2 separate regions of the Danio rerio genome follow, and region 1 is linked to region 2. Evidence: chromatin contacts called from public HiChIP or PLAC-seq data. All regions are on one chromosome and are shown on one strand. The core of a region is the stretch at or near the end of the contact, and the rest is flanking DNA. Distances in the headings are between cores, read along the strand shown. Region 1 holds the start of garnl3 (GTPase activating Rap/RanGAP domain like 3). Region 2 holds the start of LOC141385840 (membrane-spanning 4-domains subfamily A member 4A-like).

The links. HiChIP or PLAC-seq counts read pairs in DNA pulled down with a chosen protein or histone mark.
Region 1: a contact with region 2 is called in an H3K4me3 HiChIP or PLAC-seq map of embryo, with 2.1 times the contacts expected there. The contact joins the promoter of garnl3 here to the promoter of LOC141385840 in region 2. A contact is called at or near these places in 2 of 4 datasets of contacts at active chromatin or transcription factors (caudal fin and embryo).

The regions. Positions count from the first base shown.
Region 1 is chr5:34,080,627-34,087,419 of GRCz12tu, reverse strand. garnl3 (GTPase activating Rap/RanGAP domain like 3) reads left to right here and starts at 4,650. Exons shown (of 29, transcript NM_001128527.1): 1 at 4,650-4,750. The coding sequence starts at 4,650. The region is part of intron 2 of LOC141385840 (membrane-spanning 4-domains subfamily A member 4A-like); the gene reads right to left.
Region 2 is chr5:33,972,060-33,978,874 of GRCz12tu, reverse strand. It overlaps LOC141385840 (membrane-spanning 4-domains subfamily A member 4A-like), which reads right to left and starts at 5,174. Exons shown (of 9, transcript XR_012406927.1): 1 at 4,921-5,174; 2 at 835-985. garnl3 (GTPase activating Rap/RanGAP domain like 3) reads left to right here. Exons shown (of 29, transcript NM_001128527.1): 29 at 629-779. The coding sequence ends at 779.

The sequences.
Region 1 (6,793 bases), core at 3,401-5,900, 110 kb before region 2:
GATGTATTTGAGATGTATTTGTTTTAGTCTAAAAACAGGTCTAAAATCCAGCACAGAGCGCGTTAGTTATGCACCTATGCAGACTCAAATGCTTAACACACACAGGTCGTACAGCAATAAGAAATTATTAAAATAATTAAATATATAATTAAAATATTAAAATTAATATTTTCTCCATGGATATAAAAAACACTACCTGTTTATATCTTTAACATCCGGGGGGATTTTTCAGTTTGTACATAACAATTTGCATTTTGATTATAATGTTATTATTATAACAGCATTATTTATTATCCAACCCAAGCTCATTTTGGAAATGTAGCCTCGCGGACGTTTCTGGAAACCGCGATTTACATGGCCGGAGGTACGTACGGCCGCATTTAGTTTTTTTCGAGCGAACGCTACGGGGTGGTGTGGCCGACGGCTCGCCTCCGAGTGGAGGGCTTTCCCACCACCAGTTTGTCCGCTTAGCTCGCAGCGTTACGTCGGCGAAGCGGAGGCCCGGAGGAGGAGAAGCCGGCCGCGGGGACAACCGGGATCGAGTCCGGGAAACAGCAGTTCCAGAAATCAGGTAAGATGAAAAACAGAATCCAAAAAATAAGGGCAAGAACGTGGCGAGATCCGAAAACGTGGTCAAAATCAAAGACGAGGGCTTTTGCTTTTTTTTTTCTGGACGCCTTTTGAAAACCGTCGCTTCAGTTTAGGGAAGGAGGAGGAGGAAGAGGAGGGCGGCCAGGTCGGCTGCTCGGCCGGCCGCCCAGTCGATTGTTCGGTCGTTCAGCCAGTCAGTTGGATGGACGGTCGCTCCACAGCGGCCTCCGGCGGCTTTTCACGTGAGAACAGCGCGGGCACGAACAGCGCGCGCTCCCGAGAGCTGAAAAAGCGCGCACAGCGGCCTCTCGCGGATCCACAAAAACAAAAACTGCTCAATTACGTACCTCCCGGGACGTATTTCGCGATCCGCAGAAACGTCCGTGGGGCTACGTTTCCACAATGAGCCCGGGTTGTTATTATCTGTATATTTATATTTGTTTTAATAAAAACAAGCTTAGATTTGTCCACCTCTTTCGAAGATGTATGCTTCACCATATGGGGCATAAGAATATCACACGTGATTGGATATAACTTTTGACCACACATCGTTATTATTGTTCATTTTTCATTTGCTGGAAATTAGAACTGAATTTAGAAATAGTTTTGAAACAAATCTTTGTGCTTAACAAACAAAATTTAATATGTAGGCTAATTGATGTCTTTAGTGGAGTGCGTACAGCAACATTTCTGTATCCATAATAGTAAAGGAGTAAAGAGTAAAAGTAAAGTAAAGAGAAAGTAAAAAGGCCGAACGGAGTCTCATTCTTTATCCTCACGCAGATAATCTGTTAGTCTCGCTAGTGAAGCATTCAGGTTTTCCATTCAGTTTTTTTACTTACAAAGTCAACCATGTAAATAGCAAATGGTGCAACTGACTCTAAAAGGGAATGGGAGATGAGACTGATTGGTTTAATGCATGTTATACCAATAAGTACAACCCTGTTAGACCATTTTTTCTTTCTTAAAATAGCAAAAGTGGATTCGAACAAACCATTAATGATCTTTTGCACCATTCTCTTTAGACTTTGCGCCCCATATAGAGAGCATAAATACTGCCATGTCTTTCTCTTGTGAGAGTCACAACCAACAAAGCCTGGCTGACCTGACGGCGATCAATACAATATTGCTAAAGCATTAAAATATGGAGTATAAAAAGCAGGTTAAAGCAACGATAAACAAATCAATGTGTTTGTGACGTATACTGTATGTTAAGAAGTGGCATATGTGATATGTGAGGCAGATATACAATATGCCAGAACATAACACACACTCAGATTGAGACACACACACAAACACACCTTTAGAGCAAATGAACATGACCTAAAGCATGATTCTTGCTGCCACAAGACAAACATGAGTCATGCTCAGACAGTTCTTCCAGTAACACTTCAAGAATTACTGTAACACAAACACTCACACACAGCTGGCACTGCTTAAATTAAGTTAAACAATCTTGATCAGAGGTTGAAGTCAACAACAAAAGATATAAGAGAATTTTTCCCTCCCTTTTAAAAGTTGAAAAGATTATTTGTTTTGCTGTGTTACTGTAACTATGAGCGTTTATGTGATTAGTTGCACCGTATTTGCATGTAGCATTGCTTTTTCCCTGGTGTCCATGCAACTCGGAATAAACTTTTTTTCTGATCCAGCAGAAAAAACATCTGCTCAGTTTAAACCTTCTATAAATGTCTCCATTCAAGTCTTGTGCTTTTGTATGTGTGTGTGTTGGATCAATACCCGAGTTTTAACATCATTACAGTACAGCTTTTCACAATATTATTAATAATATTAACACTGATTTTTTGTAACCTGTTTAAAGTAGCCTACACGTGCTTCAAAGATAAGACTCTGATACAATCTCTAAAATAAAGATGCAAACGCTGTCACTGGGGCCGTACTTTTTTAAAAATGTTCAATTTGTTTGTACATTTTTTTCTGATAATGTCTGCATTAGGCATGGGATGATAACCGTTTTCAAGATTTTAAAACCGCCAAACTTTTCTGCTATACCGTTTCTATGGAATAAGTAAGTTTTTTATTACTTTTTTTCCCCCTTGGGCCCACCTTATCTCCAGCAAAAAAGATGTCCAAAGTTGCCATTTTAAAATACACAGAAATCAGTGTATTGAATTAGTTGTATTCAGATGCCATTTGAATGATTTAGTCTGATAGGTTTACTGTTCCAGGATATTATAAATGTTTCTCAAAATAAAATATTTTTGTGTTCAAAGGGGGAAAATGTTTTATAACATATCTTCACTTTGCTAGGCTTTTATTAAAGGTTGTCACAGTGGAATGAACTGCCAATTACTCTTCCATATGTTTTACCGGTGGGTGCCCTTCCAGTCACAACCGAATACACTCTCAGAAATAAAGGTACGTGAGCTGTCACTGGGGTGGTACTTATTCAAAAGGTACACATTTGTACTTGAAGGGTCCATATTGGTACCTTAAAATTTTAAGAGGAACACTTTTGTACTTTTTAGGTATAATATGTACCCTTAAGATATTAGTATGGACCTTTTAGGTACAAATTTGTAACTTTTGAAAAAGTGGCAGTGACAACTCATGCACATTTATTTCTTAGAGTGCATTGAGAGTATACTAGCTCCTGAACCCCAGTGCTGAGAAGCACCCATTCATACATTTATAAACTACAAATTAATAAATTATTGTTAATTACAAAGTACAGGTACGGTACCCAACTTTGTACTGTAGATTTCACAGGCTGCTCAAGATGCTTTCTTTCAGGATGAGCACAGAGCTCAGAACAATCATGTTTCCAAATTTAAATAAAAGTATTTTTCATTCTATTAGCACTTACTGTACTGCAGTTTCAAGAGTGAGAACTGTGTAAGAGAACATTAAATTTAGTCTATTCAATTCAACGACAGCACATGAATGTGGAGGAACCACATTTAAAAATGAAACAACACACTTGTTCTGACAACCAGTAGCCTACAGCACGCACACACACGCACAAACGCACGCACGCACACACACTGATCCACTAAAATACACGATTACAAATTACGGTAAATGATAATATTTATGTATACAATTATAAAATATATACATTTAATACGTATTTTTGGGGTTGTATTGTAATCCTTGGTTTTATTTTACTATGAAATAATTTATTCTTGTTCATGCCTAACAATTTTATCTTCATCTGACAGAAACAGACTGAAATAAAATAAATGTTCAAAACACACACACACACACACACACACACACACACACACACACACACACACACACACACACACACACACACACACACACACACACACACACACACACACACACACACACACACACACCTATAGGTCTATACATTTCATCTCATATGCTGCTGTTCTTAAAAAGCTGTGATGCTTTTGAGGTTTGTCTTCCTGCTTCATAACGGGGAGTATGAGTCACAATGGCGATAAAGGAATTAATTAAAGAAAGAAAGAACACTGCCTAAAGAAAAACATTTTTTTCTTAATAATGATATTGTTCTCTCCAGGGAAGAGGAACGACAGTGCGTAATGTTCGTTCATTTGAGAGAGTCAGTCGCCGCCCCACTAAAAGAAAAAAAAAAAATCTTATTTTTTTCTTCTATTCTTCTGGGTAGACATTAGGACCGCGCAGACTCTACGGCTGGAGCGGTACATTACTCCAGTGTACATGCCCTAAACAACGGGGAACGGGGGGATCGACCCGGAGATTTTTTTCACCGACGACTTTTTGCACTTCTAATCTGGAGGAACTGGTGTGAATGGAGTTCACGAATCCCTTCCTCAGCCCTGAGCACACTGAATCAACTTAAATCATATCTTCTCTGAACACAGAAGAGTGTGGGTCACTTTTTGGCTTTTTCCGTTTGATGAGGACCCACTGTTGATCTTGTATCCCCCTCTCTCTTTGTGCGCCCTCCCGGTTCTCCATTCGCCAGACGCGAAGCAGCAGAGCCGCATCACCATCATCATCATCAACAACGGCGCTCGCGCTGCTGCTTCTGAGTCCCTGCGCGTGCAGTCAGGACCCGTGCGACCCGCTATCCCACCACCATGAATTCGGATATTAACATGTATTTGGGACGAGAGAAGGCGGGAATCATGCGAAAAAGAGCCTTGCTACTCAGGAAGGGCTGCAGTTTCGAAATAACGAGGTGAGTTGATATTAGGTGAAGGGGATTCTTGTGGGGAGTGGGCAATTTGAGAACACCGCATCATCCGGTTACCGGATGGTAGGGTTGTAAATTATCACAGTGTACTGTGTGAAGAGCATCTGAGATAGACGTGTTTTACTCAAGTGTGTGGGTTTTGGACGGGCTTTCGGGGGATTTGGCATGGACATGCAGCATATTAAAGGGTCTTAAAGCTGTCACTAGGGATCTAGAGTCAACAAAGATTTACTGGCAAGACTGTCAGCAGATATTGCCAAAATAGAGCATTCAAAGTACTGAAACAGACAGGAAATATAATGTTGAAAACAGACAATACAAACAGAATTAGGAAAACATGGGCGGGTAAATAAAGAAATAAACGAATGCACAAAATCAAGGCTAAAGAAAAAAAACTGTGTGCGCGCGCGCGCTTCACACGACCGATATCTTAAAAGGTGTTGTGGCTTCTTGACAGTTTAGACGCAAGTCATGGTCCATTACGCGCTAAAACATCAGCCTCTAACAGCCATAACCCACTTTTGTTCATCGGGATTCCCCAAGAACCGTCGAGGGGAGATCCAGGTTTTCTGCAGAGCAGATGTGGGATATCAGACAGCTATAGGCTATGATTGAGATATGATTTTTCCTATAAATGCGCATGCATCTGAAGTATTGACCCGTTGATCTTGTGTTTGTAAGAGGATTGCGCTTTCATTGGACCGTTTCAGCAAGTGAAAGGATGTGATAGCAGTGTTAAAGCGTCTGCTCAGTAATAACACTGCATCACTGTCAGATACACCAGCACAAGGACCGGTGGTTCTGCACATGAGCTGTGTGTGTGTGTGTGTGTGTGTGTGTGTGTGTGTGTGTGTCAGAAATGGCGAGACACACAGAGACAGAGGTCACACCCCATTTTGGCTTATCACATGTACTGGGACCATCACGGCAGTGTAATGGTGTGACAATATTATATCTACATATAGTAGATCATTTCTACTGAATCATTATGAAATTATAAATGCTGTAAATACAGTAGCCCAATGCACATTTGCAACTCTGTAGGTTTCAATTAGTAGCCCTATGTTGAGAAATGTTGACCTCAGTATAACACACATATTACATGTTGTTATAAACGATCAGTAGGCCTGTGAAATGCAACAGTTGACATTCTCAGATTCATAAGGAGAGCATCTGCATCATTCCACTTGTGCATGTTTGCATGCAGGGTATTAGCAGAATATGTTGGCCACTGGACACATCTGACCAAGGTGGTGGGCCCCTCAAAACGCAACACCTTATTAAACACCAAAGACTGGTTTGTTTTCACTGCTTTTTATTTTTAGAGTATTGTTGCACCCAAAGTTGCTATGCGACTTCAGTCAAGCATTACTATTAAAAGATCAGGTTAAAAGTTGGTCAACAGCTTAAAAAAACATATAGAATTAGTTTATGTTGTTTATTGCTATCAAATGTCAATCATCTCACATTCAGGATGAATAATAAAGGACAGAATAATGCAGAAAAAGAATGCATGATCAGTCCTGTTTTCCTATGCACTTCTCTTCACTCCTGAAACTGCAGCACAGTAAGTGTTGATAGAATGAAAAAACTAAAAAAAAAACTGGTGTCTTGAGCAGACTGGGAAATTAGCTGGTTATATACAGTATCTGTACTCTCAGATAAAACTGTTGCAGTAAGATCATCACGTTATTATCATCTATTTATCATCTCGTCCTGTTGGGTTTCGAATTGTGACAAGCTGATTGTAGGCAACAGTACCGGAGGACTACAAGACCAAATCTTTTTCCTTTTTAACATGGTAGGGAACAAATTGCTACAAAGAGAGGTGGCAAATGTTGTCTTTATGAATTTTTAATTTTAAACAGATTCTTTCAAATTGCTTATTTATTCAGGGACACAACAAGTAACTGCCTTTATGAATGAATCACTCAAACATTTGCTCAACCAAGTCATGCAACAACACGAATGTATTCACAAACTAGACACTTGGATGGATGTAAGATTTCCAAAAGATTTCTGTAAGAA
Region 2 (6,815 bases), core at 3,925-6,424:
AAAATAAAACAAATAAGACCTTCTCCAGAAGAAAAAATATTATCAGACATACTGTGAAAACTTCCCTGCTCTGCTAAACATCATTTGGGAAATATATATATAAAAAAAAAGAAAACAAAATTCAAAAGGGTACTAATAATTCTGACTTCAACTGTACATTCCAAGTAACTAACTAAATAAAATTAAATTTCAATATGAAAAAATAAATATGTAAACATAAAACTATAAACAAAATCAATTCTTGTGTATATATTGAAACCAAGTGATCACTTTTTGGTGTAAATATTAAGCAACTGGCATAGGAGTCCTTCTCAAGCCACGGTCATTGCACTTTTTGACCCATAGACTTCCATTCATACGCCTGCCAAGTTTTGCAGTTCGCTGCATTGCAAATATCAAGCACATCACATGACTGCATAAGACCTTTCAAGGATCAAAACATGACAACACTGGACAGAAATTTCAAATATTGACCAATGGCTTGCTTTTTTAATGTCTATACTTTATGTGTATTTGATAGACTGTACAGGTATGTTGCTTATGTATTGTATATGCATAGCTTATGTCTGCATGATAGAAGCAAATCCAGCATGATGTGTACTGACTATAAGAAATTTTCTCCAATCAGAGTGGGCATGGAGTCTGTAGATGGAGAAACTGACATCCAGCAGCTCTGTCCATCTGGCTCAGAGGTGGAGGTGCGAGATGACAGTCCACCCACAGCCAACCCTTTCACCTTCTCCACATCGTTTGAGGATGATATTTTGGACCTTAAGTGATGACAATCACAGTCTGTGGATTAAAATGCGCCTCTCACCTTATTCATCTTCCTACCTTTTACTTTATATCACTCTTCTCATTGTGTTACGTCCTTCTCCCGCAGTCTGTCCACTCATCTGTGTGCAAATCAGTCCCCAGAGTTTACAGTGTGGCGATGTCAAAATTCACTCCTGGTGGATGGATGCATGTGTGTGTGCGTATGATCCTGTTTATTGGAAAGATAGAAATACAACTAATTATTAGCGACCATTTCAGAATTCTGCTTAGAGTAAAAACAAAACTGACCAAAAATGCTGAAAATGCCGAAGAATCTGAATTCTGTTTGATTTCGTTTCTATTATGGATTAGACACATTCTCCTTCCGCTTTAAGACAAATTTGTAGCTTTGTAGCAAACTTGTAGCCATATGAACAGAAATAGGACATTTAAACAATAAACTGGCTTTAAATGGTTTGAGCCAAGTTTTAAGGTCAAGGCAAAATATTACTTTTCTCTTCAAGACCTGAATGTAAAATCGACGCTCGTTACATTTTTTAATTCCTTATTTTGTGTTTTTAAATGTTTTCTATGTTTGTGATTTGTACATTGTGTGATTATTTCAAAGTTGTAAAAAACTCTATATGCATCTCGAACCAGGTGCACATGAACATACAAATGTAAACATACAAATATATATATAAATATATATACATACACCTTTCTAGTTCTACTGTATTATGAAGAAATAAAACTCACTTCTTGTGTATATCAATGTTACGGTGTAACCTGCCTTCACTCTCACCACGCTTTTTAACCCTGACATGCAAACTTTTGGCAGAAAGGCAGGAGTCTCCCACAAGTGCCATTTTCTACTGCACCCATCAACCAGTAGATCGCCCCCTATCAGACAGACCATGGATTGCATATGTCATGAGGCAGACGTCAACTAAATCCATTACAGAACATGTTTTGTTTTGTTTTTCACCGCATCTGCTGCTGTTTACTATGCGTACAGTATAAGCTTTAATCCATCAACATCCACATTCACGGGCACACATTCTTAAAGTGCTGTTGCTCCTTGAAAAGGGCTCTGGATCACCTGCATGCCTCCCCTCCATCCCACAACAAAATAAAAGGGATTTGATATATTAATGGTTTAGAATTAGAAAGCAGTATCTTCTCATAGATTTGGTACAAACTAACAGAATTCTTTAAGGTTTTAAGTCAGGGTCACTTAGATTAGATCTCTCACTCTAGATTACACAGCAAAAAAACTCTTTATCAGTGTCTTTGTCTTGTTTTCTCATAGAACTTAAAATCAAGATAAATACATTTGAGAAATTAATACTTTTTTGAAAACCTCATTAAACCTATTTTGCTTAAAGAAACACTAAAAGTTTCATGGAATATTAAAAGTAAACAGTTGAGTTTTAGCATTTTTTAATCCATTCAGCCGATCTCTGGGTTTGACAGGAGCATTTTTAGCTTAGCTTATCATAGATCATTAAATCAGACTAGAGTTTAGCATCTCGCTTAAAAAAAAGTTTTGATAAATTTCTTATTTAATGGCAGATAAGGTCACATGCAGCACTGTTACCTACTGTAGTTATCTAGCTGGGGATTCTTTTCAGGTGCTGCATAATATTGAGCCAGCTGCAGCCATGCAACAGCAGCAAAGTTCCTTGATTATTACGCCAGAATGACTGTATAGTTCCTAGCCATATCAGCCTAGATAATAGTGACTTTTATTACAATTTTAGTCTTAGTACATGATGTAACCACAGAGGAGTCAATCTTTAAATAGGAAAATTATCAAAACTCTACTGATTGTTTTGAGTGTGATGCTAATGGTTCCATCTGATTCAATGATCTGTGCTAAGCCAAGTTAAAAGTGCTCCCAGCAGACCCAAGTATATCTGTCTGCAGACTGCAAGACGGGGGCACAAGATGTAGGGGCGTAATTTGTGGTAAGTTAGAGGCGTAACTTGCAGTTATCGAGATCCCATAGAACCATGAAAGATGTCACAACGAGATGTTGTTGGCTAGATGGTGGACATACTTACCAGAGTACATTTTCAACAAATATTTTCGTGAGTTTTCTCCAAATATATCCACAACAAATTCCTTTGATATATTATAATATTAATTCATTTAGCAACTCCACTCAGTTATTTCTGCATTCGTTTTGTCATGACAATTAGCCTACTCGGGGTCGCCCCCTGTGGTTGCAAACAACAGAATGACAAGCGTGTCAAGTATAAAAAGCTGCTGCATGCTAAAAACTGTGATGGTTGGGTTAAGGTTTAGGGAAGGTGTAGACGTTAATAATGATGATGGTTGGGTTTAGGGTTGTGGTAGGTCTAGATGGTTAGGTTTAGGTGTGGAGTGGGTGGTGGCTTTAATAACTATGTATGGTTGTTGCTAGATTAGATATGTTTGCGGCCGGAAGTAAATGAGAATTATTTCTATTATTTATTAAATTTCCCATTTATTGTATTTTATTAACGTCTACCCCCACCCCAACCCTAAACCCAGCCGTCACAGTAAGGTAAAAACAGAAGTTGTATTGGGTCTTGGCTTTAATAACTATGTACGGTTGTTGCTAGATTGGATACATTTGCGGCCGGAAAAAATTACTAAATTACCCAATAAATTGTATTTTTTAATGCCTACTCCCACCCCAACCCTAAACCTAACCGTCACAGTACTGTAAAAATATTAATTATTGTTATACAGTGTCATGAAAAAATGCTGCTATATAAATGTGCATATTGCGCATATCCGATAGTTGACATGGCTCCATAACTTCATGTTACGCCTCTAACGTACTAAAAGTTACGCCCCTAAGGCCCCTTGATGTTATGCCCCTGTCTTGCAGTCCGCAGACAGACCCTACTTAGCAGACCCGGAGATTGGCTGAATGGATTTAAAAATTGTACAATTGTACAATTATTTCTTTTAAAAAAGAGTTCCTTTAAAACTATCTATTTACCTAATCTATAATATATACATTATTTCCCAAACATATAATTTCAGGAAAAAAAAAACAGATGTTATGCTAAAACAGTGTTTTTTACATGGAAAACAATACAAAACCTTTGGGGGTTAAAAACAGTTTGCAGTGTAAAATGAGAAGAAGAATATAGATGTTTACAGTTCAAACTCAGAGATGTTAAAAACTGTCATCAAAGTGACACCAGAACACAAGAGCCTCAGGAACAGCACAAGAGGAGGTGTAAGTATTAAAGCGCTTCGCTGATTGCATGTCGCTTCACGCTAAACCTTTCTTCATCTCAGTGTAACTCACTCAACACTAGTAGCAGTCTGGACTAAAAAGGGAAAACTTGGGAATATTTTTGTAAATTAAAAGTTTTCAATATTATTTATTTGCCATTTGTTTTTTGATGAGAATAGATGTGCAAGAGATTGATGGAATATATTTTTTCTGTTGGCATACTGTCTGTTGTTGTCTTCCCCATCCCTCTGTTTACTCTCCTGATTGTTTTTTGCAGTGGTTTTGTATCTATATCAATATTAACTGTTTAGACTGTTGCAGAAAGTCTGTGATATCAGAAATTAAACAAAAACAAATAAAAAAAACACCAAGTGTCTTAAAATATTGTATTGCCATTGTTTTTAACGCCAAGTACTACTTGTAAATGTTTGTGTTTCAGATGTGGCCTCAAAATCTACTACTACTATTATTATTATTATAGCATTTATTTGAAAGTGCTGTAGCCCACTGCTGTAGTTATTATTGTTGATATGAAATAAATATTTATGAAATTTGAGCATGCAGTTTGTGTTTTAACAAGTGTAAGTAGATTGGAGTAAATGTTTAAACATTTAGATGATGTACTTACACTTATCTGTCATTTCTGACTACATTATTGCATTGTATACCATGTTAAGTGTGATTTTAAAAAAAAAAGAAAAAGAAACAGTCAATATTATGATATATAACATGAAATGTAATGCTAGTTACCTAGACCAATTTAGGCAACAATTGGTTTTCAGCTTAAAGGCTAAAAAAATCTGGTCAGGTAGAGATTATGACAAAACAAAAAGCTAACGAGAGTTAAAACTTGAACTTTTTCCGTTGCAAGACTGACAGACAACACTGAGATCTACAGATAACAGGGAACTACATATTACACTTACCTTTACCTCCAGCTTCAGTGAGAGATACTTGACATTAAGTCCAATCGTAGAACTCTACACAACGTGCACGTGGTTGAACGAAGGGGAAAGCTGCAACTAGACTAACCATATTACAAAAATAACTTTAGGCTTGCTTGAACTACTTGATAAGATCGATTTCAAATCTGGTATTAATGGCGAAAACTAAGCTTTTCTGAAGTTTTGTATTTAGTTTCTCAAAACCGCATGCTGATGACATCTGCTGGTAAAACGGTGCAAACACAACAAAAACTCGGGCCTAAACACAAATGGCGCCTAAACAGTCAGCTGTTTCATCAAAGCAAGCACAATCTTTTAAATTTAATTAACTCACCTTCATATTTTTTAGGGCTTTGTTTGTTCTATGAATATATAAGCAGGCCAAAACTTAACTAATTAGTTTTCCTTTTAATTATACAAAATCTCCTTATATCATTATCAGAGGTCAGCTTAAGTATTACTTTTAACCACAGTATTACTTTGAAACTTAATTAGTCATTAAGCTACTACTAAAATGCATCTATCAACCATAAATATTGTAGCCTATAAAGGTGATCTTTAAAGGGGTGGTCCACAGTGTATTTTAAGTCTTTGTTGTGTTTATATGATGGGCATGCTTCATTTGTAGAAAATCAAGTTATTTTTTTCATATATCTTATATACAGATTATATACAGCTACTCAGCTAACCTGAAAATGACAGTCATATTTCCTAGTTCCTTCAAGAGGCCTGTCCTCAAGAGGCTCTGATTGGCCAGTTAACATAATGTGCTGTGATTCACGGATCGTCTCCACATCACGTCCCTACAAGCACGGGCTTTTGCGCTGTGTAAACAGTAGCTGTTTGTACCTTGAGACAGAAAATGAAGAGCACATACATTCAAAACATAGGGTAAGTAATATAAAATGTTCAATATTTTTTGCAATTTCATTAGTTGAGATGTAGAACGCAGGGAAAGCGGCTGCATAGAGACACTGCATGTGCTGCTGTTGATTGTGGGTGTTTACAGAGGTTTGACTCATAAATATAAATTTGTAGCTAGATTGTTAGCAGTGCCAAACAGCATTTCCTGTTGTTTATGTCCTCACTACAACATACTCTAAATGCTAGAAACTATGCATGTAATAAATCAATTTTAACATATGAAAATACAGATTGTGGCTGACGATCTACAGCTTCTGCTATTATAGTTGGAGCTGCTCCTTCTTTAAGGAGATTTTAGCTGAATCGGGCACTGAATTGGGAGAGATTTTGGAAGATGTCCTTTGTCAAATGCTAGCTATGTATTTTTTTATAATTTCCAGGAGCATAATTAAAATTAAACTGTAAGCACTTCTTTTTTTGTGTGTCGTGTCCTTTGGAAGCCCCAAAACAAAGGAAGCTTTCTCTACTATAACAGCCTCTGGCCATGACCCTTCATTGCGTGTGGTATTCCTGTGATAATTGCGTCTGAAATGTTTGCGATCTTACTATCCTGAATGTATTTTTTGTAGTCCAAAGAAAACAAAGCTAACTCTGTAAAGAGATTCAGAGATGTTATTTGTTGACACAGCTACATTACACATCAACTAAAGTTTAAAATATGATATCATAGAGGACCACCCCTTTAAAGTGTGCTGCCTTAGGGCTGGGTTACTTACCATATCAACACAATATGGGGAAAACTGTGCCAAAATTCATATTCAAATATTTCAACATTTTATTGATATTTTTTTAAGTTTAAAGTGTTTCTTAAAATGACACAATTACACTATTTTAATCCCCATTAGTTACTAACCAGTTTTAAATTCCAGATGGGAAACGTAACATTTAAACCAGAACTTACTCATCAAAACTCTTGTATTCTATGACAGTAGCGAGATTTATTTTACAAATGT